Linked DNA regions of Mustela erminea: region 2 is linked to region 1. A link is a contact called in public Hi-C data. All regions are on one chromosome and are shown on one strand. The core of a region is the stretch at or near the end of the contact, and the rest is flanking DNA. Distances in the headings are between cores, read along the strand shown.

Region 1 (7,647 bases), core at 2,887-5,386:
GAACCAGATGTGAGAGAACAGGACGTGACCAGGTCATAAATTCTGCACAAAGCTGGCACTGAGTACACATTTGCTATGAAACAGTATCTGTAGAATCTAGCTCTAATTTAAAACCATTCTCCCTTAGAACAGAATAAAACAGGCTTAAGTCTTACATACTTTCAGCATTTATACTGAGTTCTGTTGAATTTTCTTCTGCAGTTGCATATGGATTGTTTCCAACCATTGGAACAAGACAATCAGTATAGAAGTAACCGATCTTACACATATTTAGTGTCGAAATAATCAAATCCATTGCAAGCTGGCCAACATTTCCAACAGATACTGCTGGCTGAAATAATAAAAACACAAAAATGTTCATTAAGTCATTGAATTACCAGCATTTTTAAAAGTTTAAACAGAAGACACTAATCACAGGACTGCCTTTGGATGGTTATGCTCAGGTACGTCATAGCTGTGGAGACTCATTAGCTGCCACTGAGGTGTCAGCGGGGCTTCCTCTACTTTTGAGACTACTGATCTAACATTTGTGGAACACCTACCACATGTCTATCATTGCTCTAGGCACTAGGAACGCAGTAAGACAAACTGACAAAAGTTCCTGCCCTCGTAGAAGTTCCATTCAAGTGACGGAGTGGTTTAATGTAATAAAATAGTGAAATAGGGGCAGGCTTCCCTTTATTGAGCTTCACAGATAATGTGTGTGGTTTTTTTTTTTTTTTTTTTTTTTACAAATTGAAGGTTTGTGGCAACCCTCATTCAAGGAAGTCTATTAGCACCATTTTCCCAACAGCATTTGCTCACTTTGTGTCTGTTACATTTTGGTAAATCTCTCAATACTTCAAACTTTTTCACTATTATATTTGTTATTATTTGATCTGCAATCATTGACTGTGACTTACTGAAAGCTCAGATGATGGTCAGCATTCTGTAGCAATAAAGTATCTTAAAATTAAGGTATGCACATTGTATTTTTAGACTGAATGCTATTGCAAACTTAAGACTACAGTATAAAGGTAATTTTCACATGTACTGGGAAACCAAAAAATTCATTAGACTTGCTTTATTGCGGTATTCCACTGTACTGCTGTGGTTTGAAACCAAACCCCCGATATCTCTGAGGCATGTCTATATACAGTTGTAACTGCTATGGAGAAAAAATAAGTGAGAGTATTCGTATGTATGTGGTTGGTTGCAATTTTAAATAGGGTGATCAAGAAAAGAATTACTTTAGCTGACCAGTTAATTATGGACCTGAAAGATGTAAGGAAGACAGCCACAAAAAGACCAGGGAAAAGAACACTTCAAGCAGTGGGAAGGCAAGTGTAAAGTCCTCTTGGGTCATCTTTCCATCTGCTTTGTTAGTGCCTAAAGGTTGGGGTCAGCATTTTTTCACATTAAACACACATGGATATTTATCCTCATGACTTCAAAGAGTCCAACTGTCAAATCTCTATCTATAGCCCAAAATATTTATCCAAACTTCAGATCCTAATGTGTATCTCCACATGGGTATCTCATAGGCAATGCATATTCAACATGTACAAAACTAAACTTCTGCCTAAACTTGTCCTCACATTTTGTATTTTTGAAAAGAGCAACAATTACTCATTTAATTACCTAACTCAAGAAACTTCTTCCTTTTCTCTTACCAGCCACATCTAATACTCATCTGATTTTCATTGATTCTATTTCCAAAGTATCTCTTTAATGTAGCTCTTCTTTTGCATTCTTCTAGCAATTGCTTTTTTCCCCCTCCATCTTGTTTCTCTGGGTCCCTCAGGGTGATCTCCCACTTCTCATTGTTCTCATCTATTAATCTCCTGGTTTTCTCTTGTAATTCCCTTTCCTCTTCTCAAGGATTTTCCTACTTTAGTTAGACCCTCACTCTCCTGCATCATCCACCTTTTCTTCACTATTGGATTCTTCCCATCAGCATATACACACATGTTGTAATCTTTTCTTCTGAAATACCCTCCCTTTGATCCCACATATTCCCCTAGCTACCACCTCACTTCTTGGTGTCTCTTTGAACTCAAAATTCCTCAGCTGTCCACTAAAACATAAGCAGGAACTTTCTTTCTTTTTAAGATTTTATTCATTTATCTGAGAGAGACAAAGTAAGAGAGAGCGAGAGCATGAGAGAGGAGAAGGTCAGAGGGAGAAGCAGACTCCCCGCGGAGCTGGGAGCCCGATGTGGGACTCGATCCCAGGACTCTGGGATCATAACCTGAGCTGAAGGCAGTTGCTTAACCAACTGAGCCACCCAGGCAACCAGGAACTTTTTTTCTGAATTGATCAACAAATACGTACATATACAAGTCTCCATCCCTTCTTCCACTTATTCAAACTACTCCAATATGGCTTCCCTTCCTTCACCAGTCTATTGCTGTCAAGGTTACCACCAATAATTCTTTGGACATTACTTTCCCTACAAATCTTTCTCTTCTGCCAGGTATCTTACTAGCAGTCTCTGCAGAAGTCTGGACTCAAGGTCCACTGATATGGTTGCAGCCTATGAACAGGCAAGACCCTGATATCCTTACCTGAGAGAATGAGCCTAAGACCCCATGCAGGTTGTACCAGTTCTCAGAGCACGCCCACACCCCCTTCTCCTTGTCCTAAGATAACTTCCTGACATCAGGGACTCAATTTTGCCTCACTCTGATGTCAAGTCTCTACTCCAAAGTAAACATGGGAATATATAGTACTTACATGTTTCATCTCCTGCAAGGATACCTTTCCCTTTTGTGATAAATAAATATTTTTCAGGGAGATATTTTGAAATTACATAAAATTTCCCTTTTCAATACCTTATCATACACTAATTTTAATATTCATTCACATTTCTTGAATACACCATTAAGGTGAAAATTGCCCAAAAGTGATTACCATCACTTAAAAAACTGAGATATGACTGACATTAACATTTTTATCAGTCTTAGGTATATAACACAATTTGATACATGTATATATTGTGAAAAGATTACCACAATAGGTTTACTTAACATTAATCAACCAGATACAAATTTTTCTTGTAATGAGAACTTTTAAGATCTACTCTCTTAGCAAGGTTCAAATACACACAATACAGTATTGTTTAGTATAGACACCACGCCCTACAATTGACACCCAAGACTTATTTATAACTGGGGATTTGTACCTTTTCCCTGTCTTTATTTCATTTCAAGCAGCCCCTGTCCTCACCCGCCTCTGACAACCATCAATTTGTTCTCTGTGTCTATGAGGTTCCCCCCCTTGCCCCGCCCCCGGATTCCACACATAAAACTTTTAACAGGTCCTTGTGTCCCTCCCCCTCCCAATAAGTCCTAGGGTTCTTCTGTACCCTTTTCAAAGTACTATCCTTGCATTTATTGCCCTTACTGGTTTACGTGTGTTTCCAACTAGACTGCACACCTCCTGAGGACAAAGACCTAGTCTTATTTGATATTTTTACATTACACAATCTTTATTGAAACAGTGACGGAATATGGGCAATTTTAGGAGCAGTAAAACCGTTATGTTAGCTGCTGACGAGGATAACTTTTATTACCTCACTTGTAGTTTCCTAGTTAGTGACCAAGTGTTGCAAGCTTACGACTGGCTCTGCTACTAGCTGAAGAAAGATTTTCTAAGATATAATGAAAAGAAAATGGCCCGTACCTATGCACAACGTTACCTGAAACAACCAAACACATTACGTTTCACAGTCAACGAAGACTACAAGCCCCAGTCTCAGAAACGTATGGTGATAGCGCCGCATCCAGCGACCACCTGTCTGCAGTGCAGGCTGCAAACCTGAGACAGAAGCAAAGACCGCCCTCTGTCCCAGGGCTGGTGAAACACCTGGACTCGCGGTGGCGAGCCACCTCAGAAACCTCTCGAGGGGAAGCACTCCAAGCCCGGCACGCGGTGCTCGCGAAAGCGGGGACTCACCATTAGGAAGGTGTAGCCCGCGAGGTCGGGGACCGATTCTCCGCAGGGAACGAACATGGTCGCACAGATGTGGGAGAACCGGGCGAGCTCGGCGCCGGCAGAAACGAAGGTCCGGAAAAGCGAAACCGCGAACGCCGCGCCGCGCAGGTGCGTTGGAGTCCCCAGAGTCCCTAGCGACGGGGGCGGGGCGGGGCGGGGCGGGGTCCGCCGAGGCGCTCGGCGTGGGGTCCTAAAGGGTCCGTCCACATCTCTGCCCGTCCGCAGGGCGCAAAGGGCCCGCGACCGGAGGAAAGATGGGGACGGGCAGTGCCTGCGGAGACGCTGGCAGGGCAGGACGGTGGGGAGCGCTGAGCTCGCGGGTTGCGGACCCCCAGAGAGGGATGCGGCAGGCGGAGGCGATCAGGCAGGAAGGGGGGCAGCCCGAGCCCTGGTAGTCCGCGCCGTTTGAAAGCAACAGTTGAGCGCCGCCGCTGCTTCGGCTCCCACCCAGCCCCGGTCCTGACGCGGCGTCGCGCCCCCGCGGGAGCTGCGTGAGGCCAAGCAGGCGCGCCGGCTCTCCTCAGCCGCGACTGGCATTCCGGGGCTGGCTGGGGCGCGCCCGAAGCGGGGAGAAGCGCGGTGAGGTGCCGGCCCCAAAGATGTCGCTGCCTCCGGAGAAAGCCTCGGAGCTGAAGCAGCTCATCCACCAGCAGCTGAGCAAGGTGAGGGCCGCGGGCGCCGGGCCACCGGGGGCCTCTCTGGCCGCCTTTGGTCCTGAGCGCCCAGCCTGGCGTCCCGAGATCCGGTCGACGGCGGCGCATGTTTGCGTGGGACGCGAGCGCAGGCTCTGGGGCACAGAGCGCGGGCTGGACGGGGTCCGGGGTCGCAGCCCAGGGCTGCTTCCTAGCCTTGGTGAAAGAGAACAATGCGGACAGGTGCTGGTGAGAGTTTGAGGTGACGGAACGCGGCAGAGAGAGAGCACAGCTGTGCCGCCGGAGCATTCATCCTGCGGTTACTGGGTATCCGATCCAGTACAAGTTGTGTTTGGAGCAGGTGGATATTCAGAACTCAGCAATTAGAATTACTTTAAGGATGAAACTTGTGTCTTTGAAGTTGAACCAAATCAGCAGTTCTTAAGTCACGAAAGGGAAGTTACTAAAAGTCTTGTAATGAAAGTGTTTGTGATAGTGGGGAGTTCAAGGACATTGTTCAGGTGCTTGGCTGAATGCAGTAAGCTGAAGTAATAAAAGCTACCGTTCATTGTGCCCCTGTATGTAAGGCTTTGTGGTAAGTGTTTAGCATCTTTTACCTAAGCCTCACAGTAATCTGGGTAGGGCACTACTTTTTCCAGATTCATAAAGGGTAAAAAAGTTGACTCAGTGTCACCTCTAATAAGTTCAAGGCTGAAATTCATTCTCTTGATTTCCTGCTCCAAGTCTGTGGTCTCCTGATCATACTACCCTCTTTCAAAAGGTCTTTTTTTGTTGAGTGTTACTTGTGGGGAAAGGGTAACAAAGGTAGTACGTAAATAACCAGCAGAAATTATTTCTAGAATTTGTACCAAAAAAAAAAAATTCATCCTAAAATTTTTTTTCTTTTAAAAAGTCTTGCCTTTATTCTCATTGACTTCTAGTGACAATGTTACGTTTACTATTAGCTTGAGAAGCCTTCCTGAATTTTGTCTATCCACTTTCCCTCTTTTTTTTCCCCCCTTGGGTGTTTTAGAAAGAAATTAGTTAATTGGCAATGTTTGATGGCTTCATGAATGTAAATTGTAATGCGAGTTTTCCACATAGATGGATGTCCATGGCAGAATAAGGGAAATCCTCGCTGAGACAATAAGGGAAGAATTGGCACCAGATCAACAACAGTTATCAACAGAAGATTTGATCAAAGCCCTTAGACGTCGGGGAATCATTGATGATGTGATGAAAGAACTTAATTTTGTTACTGTGAGTAATCTGTTAAGGGAAAAATTTTGAGTTTGTTCCCATGCTTAGTGCTGCTTATAAGGTCCATATTTGGGGTTTCTTTTTAGTCAAATCACTTTAAAACAAGACCATTTTTGTTTAGTAATATCCTTACTTCAAGGATAAGCTAACTCTACCCTTGACTGTTGCAAGTAGGATTATTTATCAGAGAGATTGGAGTTACATACTATATTTTTCTCTCTAAAATGACAGAATTTTCTGTTGTTATTCTCTAGGTCTATAATTTTAAGTGTATATATTTCAGTTAAATTAGTTCACCATAACCCAGTTCTTTTTCACTAGTATTCTATAATTTTTTTTAAGATTAGGCATATTTTTAAAATAAACACATTCTTTTGGAAGTCCATTCTCTATGATCAACAAATTATCCATTTCTTTAAGAAAATAATTGTGTAAGAACCTTCAAATCTCTTTATACAAATAGGTCAGTAGTGGGATGATAGCCTCAGTGCACAAATTAGTAAGTAGGCCTTCTTTTGAAAATGAGGCAATAATGAGACACTGTGACCTAATAATGCCTGGGTAATATAATGTAAAAATTGGATGGACTACGTAATACACTGGGGAATAAGTATTTTAATACAGCCTCCTTTTTTGGTTTTTGAGGTTTATAAACCCATTTGTTTAAAAATTGACCCAGTAACAGCTTTTGCTGTGTGAATGTCATTCCCTTATTATAATCAGTTCATAATCATAAGCCAAATGTCATATTAGGCTTAGAAAAAGTTTAACCTTGTTTAAGATGTTAAGGATTTGTTTTTTGCGTTCTGTGGACATTGAAGACAGTTAAATTCCTTATTAGATTTTAGGTGTGACCAGTCACATCATCTTTTTTTTGCAGGCTTTTCATTATTTTAATTATGCTGAGAAAATAAGAGTTTCCTTGAGGGGGCTTTATCCTATCTATTTTTATTTACTTCTTAGTCCCATTGTTGACATTTCCTTGCTTAGCTTTAATTTTTGTTTTCTAATTTGTTTTCAATTTTTTTCCTGCTTTTCTAGGACAGTGTTGATCAAGAACTACCTTCCTCTCCAAAACAACCTGTTTGTTTTACTGATAGACAATCAACGTTGTTAAAAAAAAGTATGTATATTTCTTTTTAACATTGATTTTTGTTTTGCCCAGTATTACATATTGATGTGCTGTGTTTGGTATTTGATAGTAAACATTACTTCTTTCCCAAATGAAATACTTAACATTTTTGTGGTTAATTACCAAAAAAAAAAAAAAAAACTGAGATTCTATTTTGCGTGAAGTGTGTATGTCAGAAGATTTAATGTATCGTAGAATGGAAACAAAAACAGCATCACCTGTTTCTTCTGTTCTAATAATTTATTTTACAAACATTATACAGCCTTGCTTTTTAAAATGCTAGTTACCTAACAAGTACACTTGCTGAGTTTATACTTGTCTGAGTTCGTTTGTGGCAGTAAAGGAGGGTTGGATAAGCAACTAAAAAGTGAAAGTTTCTTAAGCCTTGGTTCTGACTCCTTTCTAGCTGGGAAAAAGTAGCCAGGATATATATAAACTCAGATAAAGATATTATATTATGTTTGTTTTCTTCCCTGGTTGTAAATGGTCCTGGTACAGAGTAAATTTGTTACTCTTTTTCTTTATTTAGTCTTTGGTTTTATTTCTGTTAAGTTATTATTTCCTATTGTCTTGATCACATTCCTTAAGTTATTTGGCAGTTTCCTCATATATATTGCTACACTTTACAGCTAATATTGATCCAACACG
Region 2 (7,647 bases), core at 2,544-5,043, 240 kb before region 1:
TGGTTGGCTCAGTTGGTTAAGTGTCTGCCTTCGGCTCAGGTCATGATCCCGGAGTCCTGGAATGGAGCCCCATGTTGGGCTCTCTGCTCAACAGAGAGTGTGCTTCTCCCTCTGCCCTTCACCCAACTCGTGCTCTATCTCTCTCTCACTCTGTCTCAAATAAATAAAGAAAATCTTTTAAAAAATAAAAATATACAAATATAGATTACAATAATGAGACAACATTTTAAGCTCCTAAAAAATGTAGTGATGGGGCGCCTGAGTGGCTTAGTCATTTAAGCAGCTGCCTTGGGCTCAGGTCATGATCTCAGGGTCCTCTCTGGAATCCACATGGGGCTCTCTGCTCGGTGGGGAGCCTGCTTCTCCCTCTCCCTGCCACTCAGCCTACCTGTGTGTGAGCGTGCTCTCCCTCTCTGTCAAATAAATAAAATCTTTTTAAAAAAATGATAAATTCCTCAAAAAACAAAAAATAGAACTACCACATGATCCAGCAATTCCACTTCTGGGTACATACACCCAAAAGAGCTGAAGGCAGGGTCTCAAGGAGGTATTTGTATACCCACATTCATAGCAGAATTATCCGCAATAGCAAATCATATAAGCAACCCAAGTACACTGACAGATGAATGACAAGCAAAATGCAGTATTTATAAGACACATTCAGCCTTAAAAGGAAAGGAAGCAGGGAAGAAATTTTGAAGAACTACATTTTGCCTATCATTCAGCCTTAAAAAGAAAGAAATATTTACAATACATACTCAACCTTAAAGAGGAAGAAAAAAAAATTTTTTTTAAGATTTTATTTATTTATCTGGTGCAGAGAGAGAGAGAGAGAGACAGAGTTCACAAGTAGTCAGAGAGACAGGCAGAGAGAGAGGGGGAAGCAGGCTCCCCATTGAGCAGAGAGCCCAATGTGGGGCTCGATCCCAGGACCCCGAGAGATCATGACCTGAGCCGAAGGCAGAGGCTTAACCCACTGAGTCACTCAGGCACCCCGAGGAAGAAAATTCTAACACAGGTTCCAACAGGTGCAAACTTCAAAGACCCTATGCTGTGAAATAAGCTAGTCACAAAACAGACAAATATTGTATGATTCCACTTATATGAAGTACCTAGAGTAGTCAAATTCATAGAAAGTAGAATGGGGATTGCTGGGGGTGATGATATGGAGAATGGGTACAGAGTTTCAGTTTTGCAAAATGAAAAGGTTCTGTGGATAGATGGTGGTGATAGTTGCACAAAAATATGAATGTACTTAATACTACTAAACCATACACTTAAACATGGTTACAATGGTAAATTTTATGTTATGTGTATTTCACCACAATTTAAATAAATAAAAGAAAAAAATGTTAATAATGCCTGACATGGATAATGATCCCATCAAATCAACACTCTGGCAGTATAAAATATATTGCAGAACCTTGGAAAAGGCAATCTGCCAATTATTCACAAAAGCTTTTAAAATATTCATACTTGAATGAGGTTAAGAAAATCATTCAAAACACACAAAAAGCTAAAGTGATGAACATTTTAACTGCAATAACACTTCTGACAGACAAAACCTACAAAATTGAAAGATTAATTAAGATTCAATAATAAGTGGATAAGGAAAAAATGCATGGCATATTCGGTTAAGAGACAACAATGCAATATTCGACAAGTGGATAGACAAAATGTGTACATATACAACAGAACATTCAATTTTTTTTTAAGATTTTATTTATTTATTTGACAGACAGAAAGCAGGGGGGAGCTGGAGAGGGAGAAGCGGTGAGCAGGGAGCCCCATGTGGTGTTGATCCCAGAAAGCTACAATCATGACCTGAGTCGAAGGCAGACACCTAACAACTGAGCCACCCAGGCACCCCATCAATCTTTTTTTTTTTTTAAGATTTTATTTATTTCTCAGAGACCGAGTGTGCTGGCACAAGCAGCAGGAGTGGCAAGCAGATAAAAGAGCAGGCTCCCCAGCTGAGTAAGGAGCCAACCTGGAAATTCAGTCCTGCCCCAGGACCAGGGATAATGATCTGAGCCCAAGGGGCAGACCCTCAATCTACTAAGCCACCCAGCCATTCCAATATTATTCAATCTTAATGAAATTCTGTACATGCTCTAAATATGGATGAACCTTGAAAACATCATGGTAACTTGTATGGTTACATTTATATGAGATACCCAGCATAGTCAAATTTATACAGAAAGGATTGGAAGTGACCAAGGAAGCGCTGGGGGCAGTGGGGAAGAAGTTACAGAGTAGAATTTTAGTTTAGGATGAAAAGGAAGTGTCAGAGATGAATAGTGGTGATGGCTGCACAACAATGGCAATGTTGTGCTTTATGCCAGTTAACTATAAAATACACTTGGAGATGGTCAGTTTAACACAATAAAAAAAAAATTCAGGTGACTTAAAACCTTTTAGGAATTACAATGCTATAGTTATTCCATGGATTTGACGATACGATTTTTCAAAAGGGAATATATGTATGTATGTATGTATGTATGTATTTTAGAGCGTGTTTCTGCGGACAGGGGAGGGGGTAATGGGAGGAGAGAAGCAGACCCTCGCCGAGCTCAGAGCCCCATGCAGGTCATCTGCCGACTCTGACTGAGATCAGGACCTGAGCTGAAATCAAGAATCCCACGCTCAACCAACTGAGCCACCCAGGCGCCCCAAAGCAGGTTGTTATTAATAACTATCTTTGAGGGATCGCTGGTATCAAACCTGTCGGTGAAAACTAGTAAAAACGGCCTTCAGATTTTCAGTTATTCTGGAGTCGTCGAGAATACAAACAATCCACACTCCAGCTTTCAACTTCAAAACTACTATCATTTACTGTATAATAATCTCTACAGCTCCTAAATCCCAAAATACCATCCTCTTATCCCAGAATTCCTGCTTGTCAGAGCCGTGTACATTCATTCACACGAACTCTAAGAAACAAACATGGATTTAGGTTTCTTCCACGGGGAAAAGAGATGAGTTTCCCGTCTCCCCAAGACAGGGACAAGGCACACAGCACTTGAGACAACACTGCAAACGGACTGCATGACAAGTCGCAAGGCCAGGTCCCCTGGCTGAACCAGTGTGGTAACAGCACAACCACCCCCAAACCCGCGCGGTCTGAAAAGCCCCTCACGCAGACAAGGCTGGGGTTCTCTCGGCTCTTGCCCACAAGGACTCAAGCCTGCGCGGGCTGGAACACGCGCGCTCCCAAGGCTCCCAGTGGCAGGAGCGCGCACGCGGCTACGACGCCCGCCCTCGCAGTCCGCGCAGGCGCAAAGCAGCGTGCTACCTCCCACCCCGAGAAGGGGGCGGCTATGACCCACAATGCTGAGGCAAGGCTGGCGGAGCAAACCCGCTGCCCGCCCGCCTTGGGCTCCAAACCTCGTGCCCAGCGGCACGCCTTAAAATCGGCGGGTAGTCCTCTTTCCAAGCGAGGCTCGCTCCGGTCTAATAGGGAGTCGTGCACGTTCTCCTTCCCCCCCTTTCTGGGCCCGGTCCCACCCCAAGGCTCCGCGCACACCTTGACGCTCTGGTCGCTGGAGCAGGTAGCCATCCGTCGCCCGTGGAAGTCGAAAGAGACATCATGGATGAGATCTTTATGGTCCGCCGGGATGTGGCGCGCCACAAACATGGCTTCCGTCAGGCCGCGCCTCCTCGATCTGCCCCTCCCACCACCAAAGAGGGCGGCCGCGGCGGCGCGGAGACTGCAGCCCACCAGGACCCCGCCGCCGACAGGGTGCGCACGGCGCGTGGCCCGCGCGCCCCGGAGCCGTGCATCCCGCCCCTTTACCCGTCATGCCCCGAGAGGCCGCGGGGAGGGCGACTGCGCCTGCGCGGCCTGAAAAAAGTACCACGGCGGTAAGGCCGTAGGAGACCGAGCTTTGCTGTGCTGTAATAAAGTTTAAAAGAATTAGTTGTTAAAGTATGATTATTGGGAAAAGTGAGAAAGTTAGAAAAACCATCCACAGCCGTGGGATTTGAGTCAGTATTGGTTAGTGTCTAAGCCCCAACCCAGACTCTGGCTCAGAGCAAGTGAAGACGGAGGGGCGCTTTTCCGGGACAATTAAAGGGCAAGGAAGGGTGGAAATATGTCTGAGGAGTCCAGACTCAGCCGAAACGTAAAGGCAGGAGGGATAGAGTTGAGAGGGAAAAACCGAGGGATTTTGGAGGTCGAAGAGCTGGTGTGAAGAAGAGAAAAGGTAAGGATCCAAAGTCACCAAAATGGTTTAAAGTTTACACAGAACAGGCTTTTGGTGTCAAGAACCAAGATACGGGCAATGGGAGACTAGAAGTTTCAAAAGTTCTTTATGAAGAAACTCAAGTCACCTAAAAAAAATAGCAGTATCCAAAACGAACTGGAAGTCTGAGATGTCTGGAGCCAGAGTTCTCAATAAAGAAATAAGTCAAACAAGCAAAACAAAAAAACCCTGGGAAGAGATCCCTGGAAAAGAGCCCTCAAATCAATGATTTTGTCAAAGCCCGGAAGTGGAGGAATACGGATTTTCTTGGCCTATCTGAAAGTAGAGCATTCCTATAAAACCTTTACTAAGATGAGATGGCAGAAAGGAAGAATCAATTACCGTAAGTTTACATGGAAATTTCTTAAGCCGTTTCGGACCCCCAAAATAAATACTTTGGGGCTTTTCTGATAGCACCTTAGGGTCACATCTTGTTAATGGATGCACAAAAATAAATCAACAGATGTTCACACACACAGTTCAAAGCTTTGGCAGTCTGACGTTCAGATGCTGTTTAGCTCCCAGGGAAGAAGCTCTGCATTCCCGCTGATGGCTCACGGTTACTGCTGCTTCTATGACAGCTAGCTGCAAAACAAACACTGGATCTTTCTGCAAAAGTAAAAAATCCCCTTTAAATTTTTTCGTTGTTAACAAAAACAGGTACTGATGTAGGTCTTGCATGAAAGCGAAGTGCTGTAACATGAACTTTCGAAAAGAGGAGCATGCCTCTATTCTGCAGAGAGTGTAGCGATTTAGGGTGTTTTGTTTATCAGGGATTCTAGAGGGCTTATGGTAAAATGAGGATGGGAAATGGTGGAATATTTGGAGAATGAAAATAGGGGAAAAAATCTCAAAAATAAGCCCGCAGAAAGGGTTTATATTTTGGATTATGGCCAGGAATGAGAAATGACAAGAATGTGGGGCATAATGAGATTAGCAGGCTAGAAAGTTTTCAAAATAATTAGTCCCAGCTGTCCTTCAATGGATTGCAGAGAAACCTGCAGAGGGAGGTGGAGAAATGACTTAGCCTTTCTGGAATTTTTTTTTTTTTTTTTTTTTTGCTTGCCTTTTCTTTTTTTCTTTTTTTTTTTTTTTAAACTAAAAATAGGGACGCCTGGGTGGCTCAGTTGGTTAAGCAGCTGCCTTCAGCTCAGGTCATGATCCCAGCGTCCTGGGATCGAGTCCCACATCGGGCTCCTTGCTTGGCAGGGAGCCTGCTTCTCTCTCTGCCTCTGCCTGCCATTCTGTCTGCCTGTGCTCGCTTGCTCTCTCTCTCTCTGACAAATAAATAAATAAAATCTTTAAAAATAAAATAAAGTAAAAATAATAAGATTTGGGGGCACCTGGGTGGTTCAGTCGGTAAAGCATCCTACTCTTGATTTTGGCTCAGATCATGATCTCAGGGTTGTGAGTTTGAGCTCCATGTTGGGCTCTACTCTGAGCATGGAGCCTGCTTGAGATTCTTCTCTTCCCCCACCACACCCCCTCTCTCAAAAATAAATAAATAAATAAATAAATAAGAAAGAAAAGAAAAAGTAAGATGTTACTGACAGTTTAACAGACTCCAAATCTGTGAGTTGCCAGTATGATTACTAATAACAGCTGTGACTGCTTTAAGGTTGAAGAGACTCATTTCCAAAAGCAGTACTCACAAAATTCAATCAATTTAGAAATGTTCTAAAACTTTTTGAAGTTTTACTTATTTAAGTAATCACTCTCCCCCATGTGGAGCTTGAACTCACAACCCTGAGATCAAGAGTCATATGCTCTTCTGACTGAGCCAGCCAAGTGTCCCTAAAAGGTCTAAAACTTTTTAAAAATATTCTTTAAATTAGGGGTGCCTGTGCATCACACATGTTTATAGCAGCAATATCCATGATAGTCAAACTATGGAAAGAGCCTAGATGTCCATTGACAGATAAATGGATAAAGAAGATGTGGGGGGGGTGTGTGTGTGTGTGTGTGTGTGTGTGTGTGTGTGTATACATAGAGAGAGAGAGAGAGAGAGAAATATTATGTAGCCATCAAAAATGAAATCTTGCCACTGCAATGACAGGGCTGGAACCAGAAGGTATTACACTAAATGAAATAAGTCAGTCAGAGAAAGACAATTACCATATGATCTCGCTGAGTTACGGAATTTAATAAACATGGCAGAAAGAAGATCATAGGGGAAGAGAGGCAAAAATGAAACAAGACGAAACTAGAGAGGGAGACAAACCATGAAAAGACGCTTAGAAAAAAAATCTTAGGAAGCAAAGAGGATTGCTGGAGGGAAGGGGGTTGGGCGATGGGCTACCTGGGTGAAGGACATTGGGGAGGGTATGTACTGTAATGAGTACCGGGTGCTCGTTATATAAGACTGATGAATCCCAGACCTGTACCCCTGAAACAAGTAATACATTATTTGTTAATTAATTTTTTTAATTTTAAAAATAATACATTAGTGGCGCCTGGGTGGCTAAGTCAGTTAAGCATCTGCCCTCAGCTCAGGTCATGATCCCAGCATCCTGGGATGGAGCCCCACATCAGGCCCCCTGCTGAGCGGGGAGCCTGCTTCTCCTTCTCCTCCCCACTCATGCTCCCTTTCCTCTCTCTCTCTCTGTCTCTCTATAAAATAAATAAAATTTTTAAAAATATATCTTTTAATTAAAAAACATTTTTAAAGCTCAGAGACAGTAAACAGATCAATATTTGCCAGAGATTATCCAGGTGGAGGGTTGAATAGGTGAAATACAAGAGATTTTTTTTAAGACTATTTATTAGAGTAGCTTTCAGTTCACAGTAAAATTGAGCAGAAAATACATAGAGTTCTCATATACAAGCCTTCTCTACCCCCATACACAGTAGTGTTAATGGATGCTAGCAACTATCAATTGCTAGCAACACAGTAGTACAGTTGTAATAATTGGTGAACTATAACTGACTCATTATCATCACCATCACCCAGAGTCTATAGTTTCCCTTGAGGTTTACTCTGGGTAAAGGTATATTGTATATTCTATGGGTTTTGACAAATGCATGGTGACATATACCCGCCATTGTAGTATCATACAGAATAGTTTTACTGTCTTACCAATTCTCTGTGCTCTGCCCATTCATCTCACCCTCCCCCAACCCCTGACAACCACTGATCAATCGTCACCAAGTTTTTTCTTTTCCAGGATGTCATAAAGTTGTAACCAGAGTACATAGCCTTCCCTGATCAACTTTTTTCACTTAGTAATGTATAAGTTTCCCCCACATCTTTTTAGGACTTGATAGCTCTTTTTTTTTTTTTTAGCACTGAATAATATTTTTCTATTAATGTATAGCTGACTTTATTTTTTTGAAGTATAGTTGAAGCTCTGAATAATGTTTCATTGTCTGGATGTACCACAGTTTATGAATCCATTCACCTACT

What was found. Hi-C and Micro-C count contacts between places; a contact is called where the count stands out from the background.
Region 2: a contact with region 1 is called in a Hi-C map of spleen, with 2.2 times the contacts expected there. The contact joins the promoter of SEH1L here to the promoter of PSMG2 in region 1. A contact is called at or near these places in 2 of 3 Hi-C or Micro-C datasets (skeletal muscle and spleen).

What each region holds. Positions count from the first base shown.
Region 1 is chr13:60,659,867-60,667,513 of mMusErm1.Pri, reverse strand. It overlaps PSMG2 (proteasome assembly chaperone 2), which reads right to left and starts at 4,136. Exons shown (of 8, transcript XM_032310346.1): 1 at 3,937-4,136; 2 at 160-331. The coding sequence starts at 3,993. CEP76 (centrosomal protein of 76 kDa) reads left to right here and starts at 4,373. Exons shown (of 13, transcript XM_032310343.1): 1 at 4,373-4,637; 2 at 5,712-5,867; 3 at 6,909-6,990; 4 at 7,629-7,647. The coding sequence starts at 4,575.
Region 2 is chr13:60,901,347-60,908,993 of mMusErm1.Pri, reverse strand. It overlaps SEH1L (nucleoporin SEH1), which reads right to left and starts at 3,793. Exons shown (of 9, transcript XM_032311499.1): 1 at 3,527-3,793. The coding sequence starts at 3,637.